Regions from separate parts of the Danio rerio genome. Here region 2 is linked to region 1. A link is a contact called in public Hi-C data. All regions are on one chromosome and are shown on one strand. The core of a region is the stretch at or near the end of the contact, and the rest is flanking DNA. Distances in the headings are between cores, read along the strand shown.

Region 1 (7,682 bases), core at 1,312-3,811:
AGCTTATCCAGACTCTGACCCCCAGCCTGTCAGCGGGAGCTTCCTCATCACCTTCCCTATCAAGAGCAGCTTTAATCAGCCAGACTATCTCAAATGTACCGCTGGATCTCATCTCTTTAATGTAGTTAAAACATAATATTTAACCCATCTTGAGCAAATCTAATGGATATAATAGTCATTTAAATCTACTATTTGTTTTTAGGTGTATTATTTTGGCAGTGTTATTTTGTTACGCTTTACATTTTAATTATGAAACCGTATTGTACACTGTTTGTCCTTGTTTACCAAATTGCTTAATGTTATTTTTATTTCCTTTTGTTACATCCTGTACTTAATATTTGTATAATGTGTGCATTGTAGCATTTTAAATTAAATAATCAAAGACTCAAGTCTGTGTAAAATAGCACCTTTTACTTCACATGTATGGTGATTTACGTTTTCATTTTCTTAATTCAAACATATTGATTTATACAAATTATTATAAGGCTGTGCTTTATACAACTAAATCATTTTATTGTTAATGTGCAGTAAAACGATGAATCCATGGTGAGGTAAATAACAATATAAAATACCCGTCCCACTTGTGTCCTGGTGTCCTCGGAAGTTCGTTCTTCCAAGTCTGAACTTGGCAAGTCCAAACTTTGCGTACTTGTATTGAAACACACATAATTTTCATTTGGATGTTCAAAATTATTTTTTTACTTTAAAAAGACTTGCTTCACATTAGGATGGAATAGGACTTCAAATAAATCATTATATTTAAATATATTTAAAATCTAGCAAGCAAACATTTAACCATGTTTAATAATAAAGCAGACTGTGCATTTTTCAAAAGGGTGTTATTCAGGACAACAACATTACTTCAGTTTGGATTGATGTATGCAAAACTGAGCATTTCATTCCACGTTTACACTGCATAAATGGCCTCTAACCGTTCGCCTGACACCATTTTCATCAAAAACTGAAAACATTTGTTTATGCATTTGGGCCTATTTACATCATTACAGCAGCATTTTAGTGGCTTTTGCACTGCAGGCTTGTCTTGTATTGAGTCTGATACAGTGTTTATAAAAGAATACGCATACATACAGTATGTACTAGTGTGTATTGATGCTTTACTATTCGCCTGAAATGCATAAAGCAGCAATTTTAGTTGATTCCATGTATGAGCTTGAACTGGGAGATTTAAAAAAAAAAAAAAAAAAAAAAGATCTTTTTTTTTTTTTTTGGGTGTGTTGTTGTCATTTGCTATAATTAAAGTTGTCCAAAAACTATCAAAAAGCAGGCCTACTTAAAATCTTTTCTTTAAAACATGACCACCTGGGTTACATTTTAGCTATTTAAAGGGACTTTGAGTTCCAAACATAACATAAGAATAAAAATACATACTGTAGCATGAAGCAAATCTCCACTGTGTTTATACTGTGATGCCTGTAAGTTTAACTGTTGAAAATTGTACTGTTAAGAAATTGTTCAAAATAATAATTTTCCGCCAGGAATTGTTTTTTTTTTTTTTATTTGTTTCCATTAGCCTTACAACCAAAACCACATACAGACAATCACTTGTGATTTTAAAACTTTAATAAATTAATTACTTTTAATAAAATCCATAAACAAAATTATAAATGCAATAATAATAATAATAATAATATGTATAAGAATAATAATGAGAATAATAGAACGGTAAATATCTATAGGCTATTGTTCCCTGACCTTAAACAAATTACAGCCATCACTGAAACTCAGGTCGTGTGGTGAATCACAGAAGTACCTCACACAGACACAGATCTTTTACAAGAGCATTTGTTTGAGCTAGACTTAACGTCAATTAAAACACAGTCATTAACACGTTTTGGGAAATATATAAATAAACAAATCCTAACAGCCAGACAAGAGTCTATCTCTTCATATTAAGACAATGTACATCCCCTTACCATTTTATGAGGGGCAACTGAGAGGTCAAACACAATGAAAACACTCTCTGAAGACTTCTTAATATAAATGTACATATGTAATATTTTTGTAATATTATCATACAACTCAGATGTGCCAAAGAGACATTCAATGACAATGTATGAAGCCCATGTCTGAAGCATAAACCTCAGCATGACAGTAAAAGCAGAAGGTCTGACCTGCTGATAGTTCTCCTCCTGCGGTTTAAATGTGTGATCCAGCGGCTGAAACCGTAGATTCACATGAGGAAACTGATGCAGCCAGTAAGTCCACCAAGGAGCGATATAATCGACCCGGGCAGACGACATCCTTCAGCGGCCGAGCAGATTAAAAGAAAATCACTTTCCCAGATAGAGACGCTCCGACAATTTGGGTGTTTCTTTGCCGTTTACTCTCCTGTGTCTTGTCTTCTCAAACAAAAGCCATGGGTTTGGACATTCAAGATAGCTGAGTATTGAAACAAAAGTGCTCAAAGGGACTTAAGAAGATCTCTGAATACTTCCTCCAATTTGCAGTCCATGGGAATTGACGGGAAATGTTGAATTATTGCATTAAATCCAAGTCTCGTGCCGCAGCCATTCCTGCGCGCGTTGTACTCAGGCGAGAGCGAGCCTGAATGAGCGCACGGATGGGGACTCGGGGACGCGCCTGAGAGGAGAATGAGGACGGGACAAATTTTATTTTTTACTTTTTTGTATGTATCGCTTATAGTGGTATATTACAAATAAAATTAGGTGGAAAAAAAAAAAAGTTTATAACATGATCGAACTTTAAAACAATACGCTACGTTTAGTAGTACGTATGAAAATATGACACAATATTGCCATCTATCGGGTAACTCTTGTAGTTGCAGACGGCAGGAATACATACAATTTAAAACCACGTGTAAAGGGGTAATTTCATATTTATACTTCATAAATTAGAAAACTAAAGCCTTTAACACTACTGTTGTTTAAAACAATTTCTTTCTCTTTTTACTTATCATTTAATTTACCGTTTAAGATTTTAGAGTTTGCATTACTCAACACAGGCATCTACTGGTTTTAGGTTTTCTAGGAAGCCTTGTAAATGTTAATCTTTTAATAGTTACACACAAATTGTATACGTGTTTAAATTTGAATAAACACCAAACACAGGAATATGCGTTTTAAATATGAGTTTGTGGCAGGGGTGTCCAAACTCGGTCATGGAGAGCCGGTGTCCTGGAGTATTTAGCTCTAACCCCAATCACCTGAACCAGCTAATCGATCTCTTACTTGATATACTAGAAACCTTCCGGCAGGTGTGTTGAAGTTGGAGATAAACTCTCCAGGAAACGGGCCCTCCAGGACCGAATTTGGACAACCCTGGTTTAAGATAAAGCCATTTAGTTGCATTGTTTAAAGCAGGGGTCACCAAACTTGTTCCTGGAGGGCCAGTGTCCTGCAGATTTTAGCTCCAACCCTAATTAAACACACCTGAACAAGCTAATCAAGGTCTTACTATGTATACTTGAAACACCCAGGCAGGTGTGTTGAGGCAAGTTAGAGCTAAACCCGGCAGGAACACCGGCCCTCCTGGACCGAGATTGGTGACCCCTGGTTTAAATCAGGTGTTGTCCAAACACTATCCTGGAGGACTGGTGTCTTGCAAAGTTTAGCTCCAACACACTTGCCAGGAAGTTTCTAGTATATCTAATAAGCTTGATTAGCTGGTTCAGGTGTGTTTGATATGGGTTAAAGCTAAACTCTCCAGGACACTGTCCCTCTAGGACCAAGTTTGGACACCACTGGTTTAAATCAACCATTTATTAGAAGGCACCCATTAAGTAAAATAACTCTCCGCATATAGTCGCATTTCAACCAACATAAGATGCTATATTTGTAAAATGAACATATATTAAAGACAGCAAAATTAGTGAGTTTTACAGTATGGGAGCTTTATAAATACACTTGCACTATAAAAAAAATGCAATCTATCAATAACACTACCTTTCTAAACAGGTCCATTTAATTGTAAATTGTTTATAAAGTCATTTAAGAGTTTGTGTACCAAATATAGAAGTCATTCAATATTTGGTTCATATGCCTTACTGCTTGAGACCAAGTAGATAAATCTAGATCAAGATTGGCCTTCATGAAAATCCGTAACACCAATTCCCTGTTAAAAATAATAATGAATAAATCTACATCAACATGTTATTAAATGTAATTCTTTGTGATGAAAAATCATCCATTTTAGCAGGCAATGCTCCAATATTCAGGACTGCATGATTCTTCAGATTTAAATCTCAACAAAAAGTAAACACCCCAATTAATTCAATGAATGCATCAATATTTCATAATACAAATGTCTTAAAATAAATTAGACACCAAGCTTAGATATAGAAACACAAACAACAAGGCTTAATTTTATCCAATTTTATTCCAACATTTGTACAAGAGACATCTACTTCAGCTCCTTCACAGCCAAACCTGAAAGCAGAAAAAGAAAGGTGTTATTTTGACTGATCTCCAAAGAATGTCAGTTTAGTCCAGGCACAGCTGTAAGTGTTAGTGAACCGGTGGAACTGAAGATTCTGAGAGATGCGAAACTCAGCACTAGGTCCATCATTGCTCTAGCAAGTGTGTAAATGCACAGTGGGCACAGGACAAACCCAAAGTGTTTGGACAACTTGCAAACTTCTTAAAAACACCAACAAATTACTGCATTAGCATAAATTTAAAGGCAGCCAGACACAATTATGAATTATAATTACTGAATACAAAAGAAAGGAAAAAATAAAACCACTCAAGCCTAATGTCAATGAAATTTCTTAACTATTTAACTTGTTTGTGTAAACACAAATTTGAAGTTGCCATTTATCCCCAAAAGCTGTTCCATATAGGTGTATGAAATTCTCTTAGGCATGATTTAAAAAAAAAGGTGAGTTACCAAGAAGCAGCTAGTCCCCATTGATTTTCATAGTTTTGATAAAAGTTAAATAGAAAAAAATGCAGCAAGGAAATGATTAACCAAAAACTGTAATCTGCATTTCTGTTTATGTAAAGCACTTTGAATTGCCACTGCATATGAAATGTGCTATATAAATAAACTTGCGTTGCCTATTCTTCAAAATATCTTTCACATTCAACAGAAAATGTACTTATTTAAAAGATTAAAGATTTGCAAAAAAATTATAAATGGCATATTTCATACTGGTATGACTCGATGAAAATTGTATATGAAAAATTGTTTTAATGCTGAAATGTAATATTGTTAGCTTTTGGTGACCAAGAGAATCCATAAATCTATCTAGATCAGGGAAGGGCAAACTTGATCCTCGAGGGCCGGTGTCCCTGCAGAGTTTTGTTCCAACACTAGTCAAACACACCTGAACAAACTAATCAGTGCCTTCAAGATCACTTGAACTCTATTGGGGGGGTCTGTTTGAATAGGGTTGGAGCTAAACTATGCAGGACACTGGCCCTGCAGGATCAAGTTTGCCTACACCTGATCTAGATCATGGGTCGCAATCTCAATTCCTGGAGGGCCGCAGCTTTGTACAGTTTTGCTTTAACCATAATCAAACACAGCTGATCCAAATAACCACTTTGATTAGTTGCATCAGCTGTTTAATTAGGATTGAAGCAAAACTGTGCAGAGATGCGGCCCTCCAGGAACTAAGATTGAGATCCATAATTTGAATGAAACTCTGGGTTCAACTACTATGCACTTTAAAATCTTATAAATTCATACTACAAAACATGTTACAGCTGGAAAACAAAACCAGAACCTAAAAGGGCAAAATCCCCCTATAATGAATACTTTAAACATTAGTGGAACAGAAAAAAAAAGATAATTTGAATAATGTTAAAAACCGATAACTACTGACACCCATAATAGGAAAAGTAAATACTATGGAAGCCAATGGCTACTTGTTATCAACATTATCGAAATATCTTTTGATCAACAGAGGGGAAAAAAAAAAAAAAAAAGTTAAGCTAGTAAATGACAATATTAAATGTTGGGTGTATTATTTTAGTAATGCCCATCACATTACTGAAAAACCAAAATGCTGGACACAAATGTAAAAAAAATTAAATAATTGAGGGCTCATTTATGTATTTAGTTCCATCTGGCAATCAACATTAAATGTACTATCAGGGTGCATGTTTACATGATGCAAGATCTAATCAACATTTCATGTGGCATTTTTGAAGACCGACCTGGTGGCAGGGACTGCTTGAGCTTCTCAGCCTTCTCTTTGTCTGTGATGACCAATGTGTACAGGTATCTGCTGCAGCGCACCTTGAACTTCACATTGTCCTTGTTCTTCTTGATCTTGACAGCTGTTGGATTGCAAGGCATGACATTAGATGAGCTTTGCAAACCAATCTGCTCTTTTAGGTGAAAAAAAAAAAGTGTCAAACTAACTAGGGCTGCACAACCTATTGTAAAAATTATCATTATCACAATAGTACTACAGTGCCTATGCAATGCAAATGTTTCAGGACTAACCGACAAAACCACAAGTTAGTAGCTGTTTAGAAGGTTGTTTTTGCACTCAAAACGAATAGAGGTTGGTTTTATATTCGCATATTTGTTCATTTAGCAGCCTCTGTACTGTTTACCATGTTACTTTGTGTAATGACCACCATCCTCCCTATCCTTAAGTCACCGCTAGAGGGCAACGGCCTATAAGGTGCCCAGTAATTTGGGCTTAGCAGCTTCCCATCCAGCACCTCATAATCAGCATTGGCCGGTGTGTAACAGGTTGTTTGTTGCCTCACGCCGAAATATAAATATGAACAGCAGACTCCAGCAGCTAAATGAATGAGAACAATTTAGCTCCCCCTTTATGGCAAACCGGAACAAGGTATGTTTGTTTGTTTAATTGTTTACTGGTACTTTGATGTTGTTTATTGAATTGTGCATTGTGTTTGTATCGTGAATGTCTGTGTATATTATGCTTTACGTTCTTGTGATTGTTCAGTGTTTTTTTTTGGGTTGTATAGTTTTACGGTGTTCTTGTCAACACGGTGACAAGTGAAGCATTGCAGTGTTTCATACTGTTCAAATAAATCACCGTGCAAGCATCAGTGAAAACTTTCTGCCTCCTTTGATACCATGGGGCTGCTACACTTTGAATATTCGATCGGAATCAGCATACAACTTTGACTTCTAAACAACATTCACTATTCACTATTTAGAATTCGCAAAGAATACTTTTCAGAAATTATATTAAGGAGAATATCTGAATATTCAAATACCAACTTTACCTCTATCTGAAACGAGTCTGATTTCTAATTATTTCTATTAAGCATTTTCCCATAGCAAATGCAGATGTAGAATATGCTTAGAAGTTTCTAATCAATAAACTACAATCGCATAGTATTCAGTGGTTTAGTGATCTGGTTTTCAAGTTACTAAGAGAACGTTCAGCCATGCTGTCATTACTAAAAATAATATTTAAAAATCTTAGAACAGTTATACCAAAGGAAAAAAAAGGGATCAGTAAATGGTGTTAGTGAACCGGTGGAACTGAAGATTCTGAGAGATGCGAAACTCAGCACTAGGTCCATCATTGCTCTAGCAAGTGTGTAAATGCACAGTGGGCACAGGTCAAACCCAAAGTGTTTGGACAACTTGCAAACTTCTTAAAAACACCAACCGATCACTGCATTAGCTTGACTTTATAGTCACATAAAAAATTATTCTTGCAGGATATTTCAGAACTCATGGCAATTTGTCAGCTAATTTCAACATCG
Region 2 (7,682 bases), core at 3,589-6,088, 130 kb before region 1:
AGAAAGAAAGAAAGAAAGAAAGAAAGAAAGAAAGAAAGAAAGAAAGAAAGAAAGAAAATATTCTCTAATCAATAAATACTTTATAAATAGCTTTATTTATTTCAATGAGTTTAAGAAAGAAAGACTTTAACTCTGTAATTACAATAGTACAAACACTGTACAAAGTTAAAAAGCAATTACATCACTTAAAAAAGGAACATGTAAATACAAAAATAATAAAATAAATAAATAGAAATAAAGAAAATTATTCTTAAAGCAATAAATACTGTATAAATGGCTCTATTTATTAAAAAGTAGTTTAGAAAGAAAGAAAGAAAAAAGAAAGAAAGAAAGAAAGAAAGACTTTGACTTTTTTGAACTCTTTAAAAAGCAATTACATCATTTAAAAAAGAAACACATATATACAAAAATAAAGAAATAAAAATAAAGAAAATGATTCTCTAAGCATACTTCATAAATGGCTCTATTTATTTAAATAATGAAATAAAAATGATTGTAGTCTTTTTGGTTTAAATTCGATTTCAATACTACGCCCAAGTCCATTCTAATTTGTATTGGCAACCAATGGTTTAAGGTCAGAAGCATAGTTCAATGTTTATTCATCAGCCATAATTGTCATCATTTTGAGAAGCCATTAGTGTCACATGATCCTGCAGAAATCATTCTAATGTGCTGATTTGGTGTTTAAACACGAACAAGAAGAAATGGCAAGTTTTGGAACAAAGTAATTTGTCATAATTGCATGTTTAAACGTCATGTTTACATTCTCCACAGTATTTAACTTCTGAAATTAAAGTTGTGGGTCTACCATTCGTGGGTCTTTATATGGATAAATATGCTAATGTGATCATGTAGTGATGCACAGAAAAAAAAAGCCAAAACCTTATACACTTTCATCAGCATTAGATCATTAGTAAAATTTTTCCCTCCTCTTTTTCGTTTTTCAAATAATCATTATTTTTCTAATAATCTCTGTAATAGAATGGTGGTAATGTATAAACATAGACAAAATAATAAAACATGTTCACAAAAGCACTCTAAATACACATATTTGTTTTCAATTGACACAAAATGATAATGTCTTATTCAGAGTTTATCCTGGCTCAGGATGAGGTGGAGGTGTTATCCCGATCATAACATTTTAAATACATTTTGCAATATTATTCTTGTAGTCTTATCAAGTAAACTATTATCTTATTTTAAAAGGCAAATCTTAAATGTTATTATATCCATAAGCAGTGCTTGAGCATCTCTTGGGTCTGTGAGCCATGACTGTCTGCCTAATTTTAAAAAGTTTTTATGTGAAGGTAAAACTTTTAAAGGTGGTACAAAATTAGCAGAGGTGGCCCTCTCATGATCTCCTTATGCAGGAAAAACCCTGTCTTATTCATTCACAAAACTGGGTTGATATAATTTTGTGCTCACCTGAAGACATTGATTGTCTTTGCTGATGGCTGTTCCTCTGACTCCTCCACATCTTCTTCATCCTCATCCTCCAGAAAGTCCTCATAGATGTCAGTGGCGTTGTTTTGCCTAATGCAGTGTTCCATGAGCTACAAGAAGACGTCAAAACCATTATTATAATGGAATAAAATCACAACATAGGGTTCAAGCTAAGCCCAGCATGTCATTAGAGATGAGACGTCCAGTTTTGCATTTCCATAAGGGATTTTATTATATATATAGACAACAGATTAAAAGCCAGTATCTGCTTTAAAGTATCAAAAAATAAAATGTGAAAATATGAGTGAAATAATGTTTGTTATTCAGGATAATTGATATATTTATGTTTAAATAACATACATAATAAATAAAACTTAATAGAAAATTGGTTTGAAGGATAGAAATATGAAGATTTAATAGGATAGTTCCCCCAAAATTATACATTTACACACTATTTATTCAAGTCGTTCCAAACTGTGAGTTTCCTTTTTTCTGCTGAAAACAAAACAGTGTGCAAGAAACATCAACTAGATGCACTGGGACACATTGTCAGTGATGTATTCTGGGGTTACTGGGTGATTCGGGTCTTTCAACATCAGACACCCTCACCCAGGTGACCCAGCTGAGGTTAATCAGACCCCAGCTTGAGTCCCAGTAGCCATCACCCAAGGATCAGCCCTTTTTATCCATAGCCATCTTGTGGCTTTCTCTGCAGCTTAACTGCTACTGCTAGGCCTAGTTGGTTGAAGACTTTACAGAGAGAATGGTATATTAGAAACGGGTAACCATTGACTTCTATAGTAGGAGAAACAAATACTGTGGAAGTCAATGATTACAGTGTCTAACATTCTTCAAAATATCTTGGGTTAATATTAAAGGGTTTAAATTGGGTTAATACTAAAGGTTATAAGTTTAGCGGCCACTCACACCAGCAATCTGCATAATGGTGTTCTGATAGTGTTCATCCTTCTCCACTTTCTTCCTGTAGCGGATGGTGGCCTCCATGTCATCTGGATTGAGATCTTTCGGCCATCCTCCTTCCACATGGTTTATTCCTCGAGACTCAGATTCAAAGCGCTCTGTGTTCACCTGAACAGGACAAGAATATTTATTTATATATATACTTTGTAGAAATTCTGTGAATTAAACTGCACAACCCAAAAAATGCTAATCAAAAGAATAATATATATATATATATATATATATATATATATATATATATATATATATATATATATATATATATATTCTTTTTCTGTTTTTGATTTTGTATAAATGGTATTTGTTGATATGTCTCACCTCATGCTCTGACATTTCATCTGCACACTGTATGGTCACATTACATGGATCTCTCACTGTGAAGTTTGCAGCGAGGGAAGAGTCCGGTAGAATGTCCACATGCAGCTCAGCCGGACGGTCTGAAAAGTTACACTGTCGGCCAAACTCGCTGCGCTTTTTGGTGTACACATACACTATCTCCATTTTAGCTAAAGGAAAGCCAAAAGTGAATTTTATTATACATTCGTATTGAACGTGCGGGTCAAAGTCATCTGATGACATATTAATAGACTTTCTCTAAAAATCACAGTGTAGACAAAAAAAATAAAAATAAAAATAAAAAAATAAAAAATAAAACTGTCATATTACTTTTTTCATATATATTTTAAACCAAAGTCTTACCCATGAGAAAATAATTGAATTATAATATATTTTTAGGAATAAACTTTTTGAGACATTAAGCTATTTGAGACATTGTACCTGCATAAGTTTTTTTATGTATATAAAAATCACCTTTGCACATTTAATTTGATAGAGATGTGAAAAACCCAGTAAAATGTATATGATATTGAAGTAAAACACATTTCTTTTATTATTATACTTTTTTATTTAAGGTTTTAAACAAATATTAAGTAAATGTATGATATCATAAATATTTCTATAACATCACACTCAAAAAAAAAAGGAATGGGTGATTATTATAGTTTTGGACATTGTATTATGTAAATTATTTTTTACAATTAATTTTAAAAACACAAATACGCCATCATTTCTCAATTATACGAATCCAATGTTTCTATTGAATTGAATTACATAATTCTGTAAATATTAGCCAATAATTATATACCATAAAAAATATTGTACTGTTATGCTTCCATATGTCTTAGATTAGAATAACTACAATGTGTCAGGATTAGGTTTGTTTTAGAGTTTTCAAATAGTTTACGTCACACTGATGAGAAAAAAGATAGCAACAACACAATAGATAAAATAAATTACTCCAGTGAAATATGACATGAGGAATTCCTTGGAAGATTGTGTGGTCTTTACCCAACAAATTTCTAATTACAAATAAGGTTAAAGAGGTTTCCTTCAAATTGCTACATAGAGTTTATCCAGTGAATGTTTATATTAAAAAAATGCTTCCGGAAAAGGATCCCCTGTGTTCCTTTTGCAGAATTCTAGATGAATCTGTAGATCATCTTTTTTGGGAATGTACCCATATTAAGATTTTTTGGAAAGAATTCAGTTTATTTATACGTGTATCTCTTTTATATAATTTTTCTTTGTCATACAAGGATGTTTTATTTGGTTTTTATCATGTTGATAAAGTTAAAGATATATATTTTCTAATAAATCTATTTATTTTACTAGCAAAATTTTTTATACATAAATGCAAATTTTTGTCTGTAAAGCCCCTTTTTCTTATTTTTTGTAAAGATTTGAAATATTATTTAAATACAATCTCTACCTCCAGCAATGTTAAAGCTTTAAAATCCGTAACACTATGTGAATCTTACAATATTCTCTCTTTTTTATAATAGATGACTGTATTGTATGTGATCTTGTAAACATCACTGTGACCTTGCTTTAAATTTAAAGTGCTTTTTGTAATTTATATTCCCCCTGGCATATTCTTTAGTTTGTCATTTTGTTTTGTTCTGTTCTCTACCCTTGTTGTTAAAGGTTTTGTACCTTTTCTGTATATTTTTGTATTCTTGTTGAACGCTTTAATAAAAAAAAAAAAATAAAAAAATAAAAAACACAATAGATAACTTTATACAGTACTTCCGCTTCTTTTGGCAAGAATGTCGAACCTCAAACAGATATCTTAAAGTAAAAAAAAAAACTATTATTTTTAATAGCTTTTAAACATTTTACACTGCAAACAAAGCGCTATGTCAAAAAGTAGCTTTGAAGGATTTTTAATAGCCAAACAAAACTAAAAAAAAACACCTTACACATTACATTTCACGGTACGTATCAATCTATGTCAAGCCGTTTCGTGTTAAAGACTTTAAAAACAGGCTATTTAATTTATCTTACCTGAATTTGTGTCTTTTTTAAAGCAGGTTTTGTTGGTTTTACTGGTTCACGGGACAGCAGGAGTTTACTGTATCCTAGCAGCGGCGAAAGTGACGTCACGGCAGCGCACATACTTTTACCATAGAATTTACTATGCTCTTTTACTCTCCTTGTGCTTCTAATATCACTGCTACTAAATAATAACATGGCTAAATTCTACCTAGGAGTCTATATGTATAAATAAATGTGGATCAAGACAAGAAAAGATGCTTTACCTCAGGTTTCTGCTGTTTTATTTTCGTCAAACTTGCCAGTTGCCACAAGAGGGCGCCACATTACAGGGCTCAATAAGGACAATGCGTTTTTGCAGTGATTATTATGTCGCTGTAAGCTTAAAACCGTTAGCGTTTTAGGTTATTTACAGTTTATGGATTTAACATTTTAGCAAGATTTTAATAATCTTGTAAAATATAAGTTTAGTCCTTTTTTCTTTCTATCGTTTTTTTTTTCAAATTGATTATATGTAATTATTATGCACAGGCACTCAAATGTAATCTTGTTGACAAAAAAATAATAATAATGAAAATAATAATGAAAATAACAATAATAATATTAATAATAATGGTAATAATAATAATGAAAATAATAATACTAATATAATAATAACAAGAGTGAAAATAAAAATAATATTAATAATATAAGTAATAATGAAACTAAAAAGAAAATAATAATAATAATAACAACAATAATAGTTAAAATAATAATTATTGTTGTAATTGTTTATTATTATTATTATTATTATTATTATTAAATAGGAGAAGATAAAACTATATTTTCAAAAATCTTAAATTATAATAAATTATGAATACGTTCATCCAAAATGGCACAATTTATAATATTTTAGTTGACAAATTAAACCATTTAGGCAAAATAAATAAATAAATAAACAAGTAAGATATTGATTAATAGAATAAATTAAAGTGAATGATAACAAGTAAATAGACATTTAAATATATTTAAATTAAAATGGTCGTGGCCAACTGAGTCTGGTTTCTCTCAAGGTTTTTTTTCTTCCCTCGCCGCTGTCGCTACTGGCTTGCATGGTTTGGGATCGGTAGAGCAACCCATCGATGGATTGCTCTTCAGTGTTTGGACTCTCAGTAATGATTTTAAACCACACTGAACTGAGCTAAACTGAACTGAACTTAAACACTAAAAACTGAACTACCATGATCCAGTTACTATGACCATTTATGTGAAGCTGCTTTGACACAATCTACATTGTAAAAGCGCTACACAACTAAAGCTAAATTGAATTGAACATTTAGTTGGCAATATCATTTATATTGTTGCTTATATATGATAGTAAACATAATCAAATAGCATAATAGCTAGCAAAACTTTTGATATTCGGTATGCTTTACATATTTGCAGTTTCATTAAAAAACTTTAAGTAACATTATAGTGACACAACTAACCCCATATAGTGTGTAAATATGCCTTGAAGTGATGTGGCTATTTGCAACTTTCAAAAATAGACACGTTCACTTAATTAAATTCAAAATGCTTTTATTATGTCCACGTCTCTGTCCTCTAAGTTCGACAGAAATCAAGCACCACCTCAGTGTCTGCAACACAGTGCTATTCATGCACCCAAAATATTAAAATCAGTAAAAAAAAAAATGCTATATGACCACAAATCTCCAATGAGGACAAGCTGTGCACGCATCTGTCCTACTATAGCAGATCTGTATCAAACAACATCCTGAAAATGGCACACAAGAACGGAGCAAAGAAAGAAATACAAATAACACCACGTCTGTTATCATATAGGTTATTTACAATGGGTTAATACAAAGGAAGAGATTGGCTCAGTGTGCTATTTATTGTCATTTATATATGAAAGTTTCAGGTAAAATGACCTGCTACCTGTGCTTGCTGGAAATCAAAGATATTTACATTAGATGTTGCCTTCGCTGTTGTTCTCTAATGGAAGGAATGCATCAGTAGAGCTGCCATTTTACTACAGGGTAGCGCTTCTGTGAAGTGATATGTGCGGACCAAGGTGAGGTGGAGGACTAACCATCTGGAGCCAGAGATATATACACACATATATCTAAATTCGGGGGTTTTCCTGGTGGTCAGTACGCAAACATTTTTTAAATTATGAAAATTATAACCTTGCATCACTTTCTATATCGACGGATAAGTGACCGCATGGGCATTCCTGACAAAAAGTGTGTGTTTGTGAGCATGGAAATGTATTATCCTCCCCACTTGTTAAATGTGATCTAACCCATGTCCTGAAACACACCTCCTTTTCCGATTTTACTTCCAATTCTAATGGACGAAGCGATTCGTTTGTGAATGAATCTCCGTTATGAACGATTCATGTGAACATTGGTATCTCTGCATTTCAATGTGCACATCCACCTTTCAGATCTAAATGGTTTATAACATTTATAATATTAAATAATTTAGGGTGGAGAGTATGCACATTGAGGCGCAGGCACTGTTATAAGTTATTAAGAATTAAGTTATGTTACTTCAAACAAGCCGTTACTTCACTTGGCCGACAATAATACAAGTTTCTGGCATCAGCATCTTGTTGTTATATTTTGTTTACATTGTTTGCTGATTTTATTTAACCAGAGTAGGATAAGCCTAGAATTTAGTGCAAGTTGGTGCTTACTATGCCTTATGGCAGGGGTTTTCAAAGTGTGAGGCGCGCCTCCCCTGGGGGGCGCCAGAGTATGTCAGGGGGGGCGCGGGAAAAAAATATTATATAATAAAAATATAATTTTTAAGTTTAATTATTATATGTATTTTTTATTAGAATTAAACGTTTTAAATAAACAAAGCTAAAAAAAAATACGTCAAAAATAAGAAAACCTTTTTTACCCAGAAGGCCATAGCTGTGAATTCGCTTCTGTTTG

What was found. A called contact is a pair of places that touch in the nucleus more often than the background predicts.
Region 2: a contact with region 1 is called in a Hi-C map of hematopoietic stem cells, with 2.0 times the contacts expected there. The contact joins the promoter of dnai2b here to the promoter of ttyh2 in region 1. A contact is called at or near these places in 4 of 18 Hi-C or Micro-C datasets (caudal fin, embryo and hematopoietic stem cells) and 3 of 4 datasets of contacts at active chromatin or transcription factors (caudal fin, embryo and gastrula embryo).

The regions. Positions count from the first base shown.
Region 1 is chr12:40,523,458-40,531,139 of GRCz12tu, reverse strand. It overlaps ttyh2 (tweety family member 2), which reads right to left and starts at 2,561. Exons shown (of 14, transcript NM_001327808.1): 1 at 2,133-2,561. The coding sequence starts at 2,261. rpl38 (ribosomal protein L38) reads right to left here. Exons shown (of 5, transcript NM_001002486.2): 4 at 6,141-6,263; 5 at 4,338-4,406. The coding sequence ends at 4,381.
Region 2 is chr12:40,656,067-40,663,748 of GRCz12tu, reverse strand. It overlaps dnai2b (dynein, axonemal, intermediate chain 2b), which reads right to left and starts at 4,838. Exons shown (of 13, transcript XM_005156402.5): 1 at 4,768-4,838; 2 at 2,743-2,930; 3 at 2,371-2,532; 4 at 1,426-1,553. The coding sequence starts at 2,925.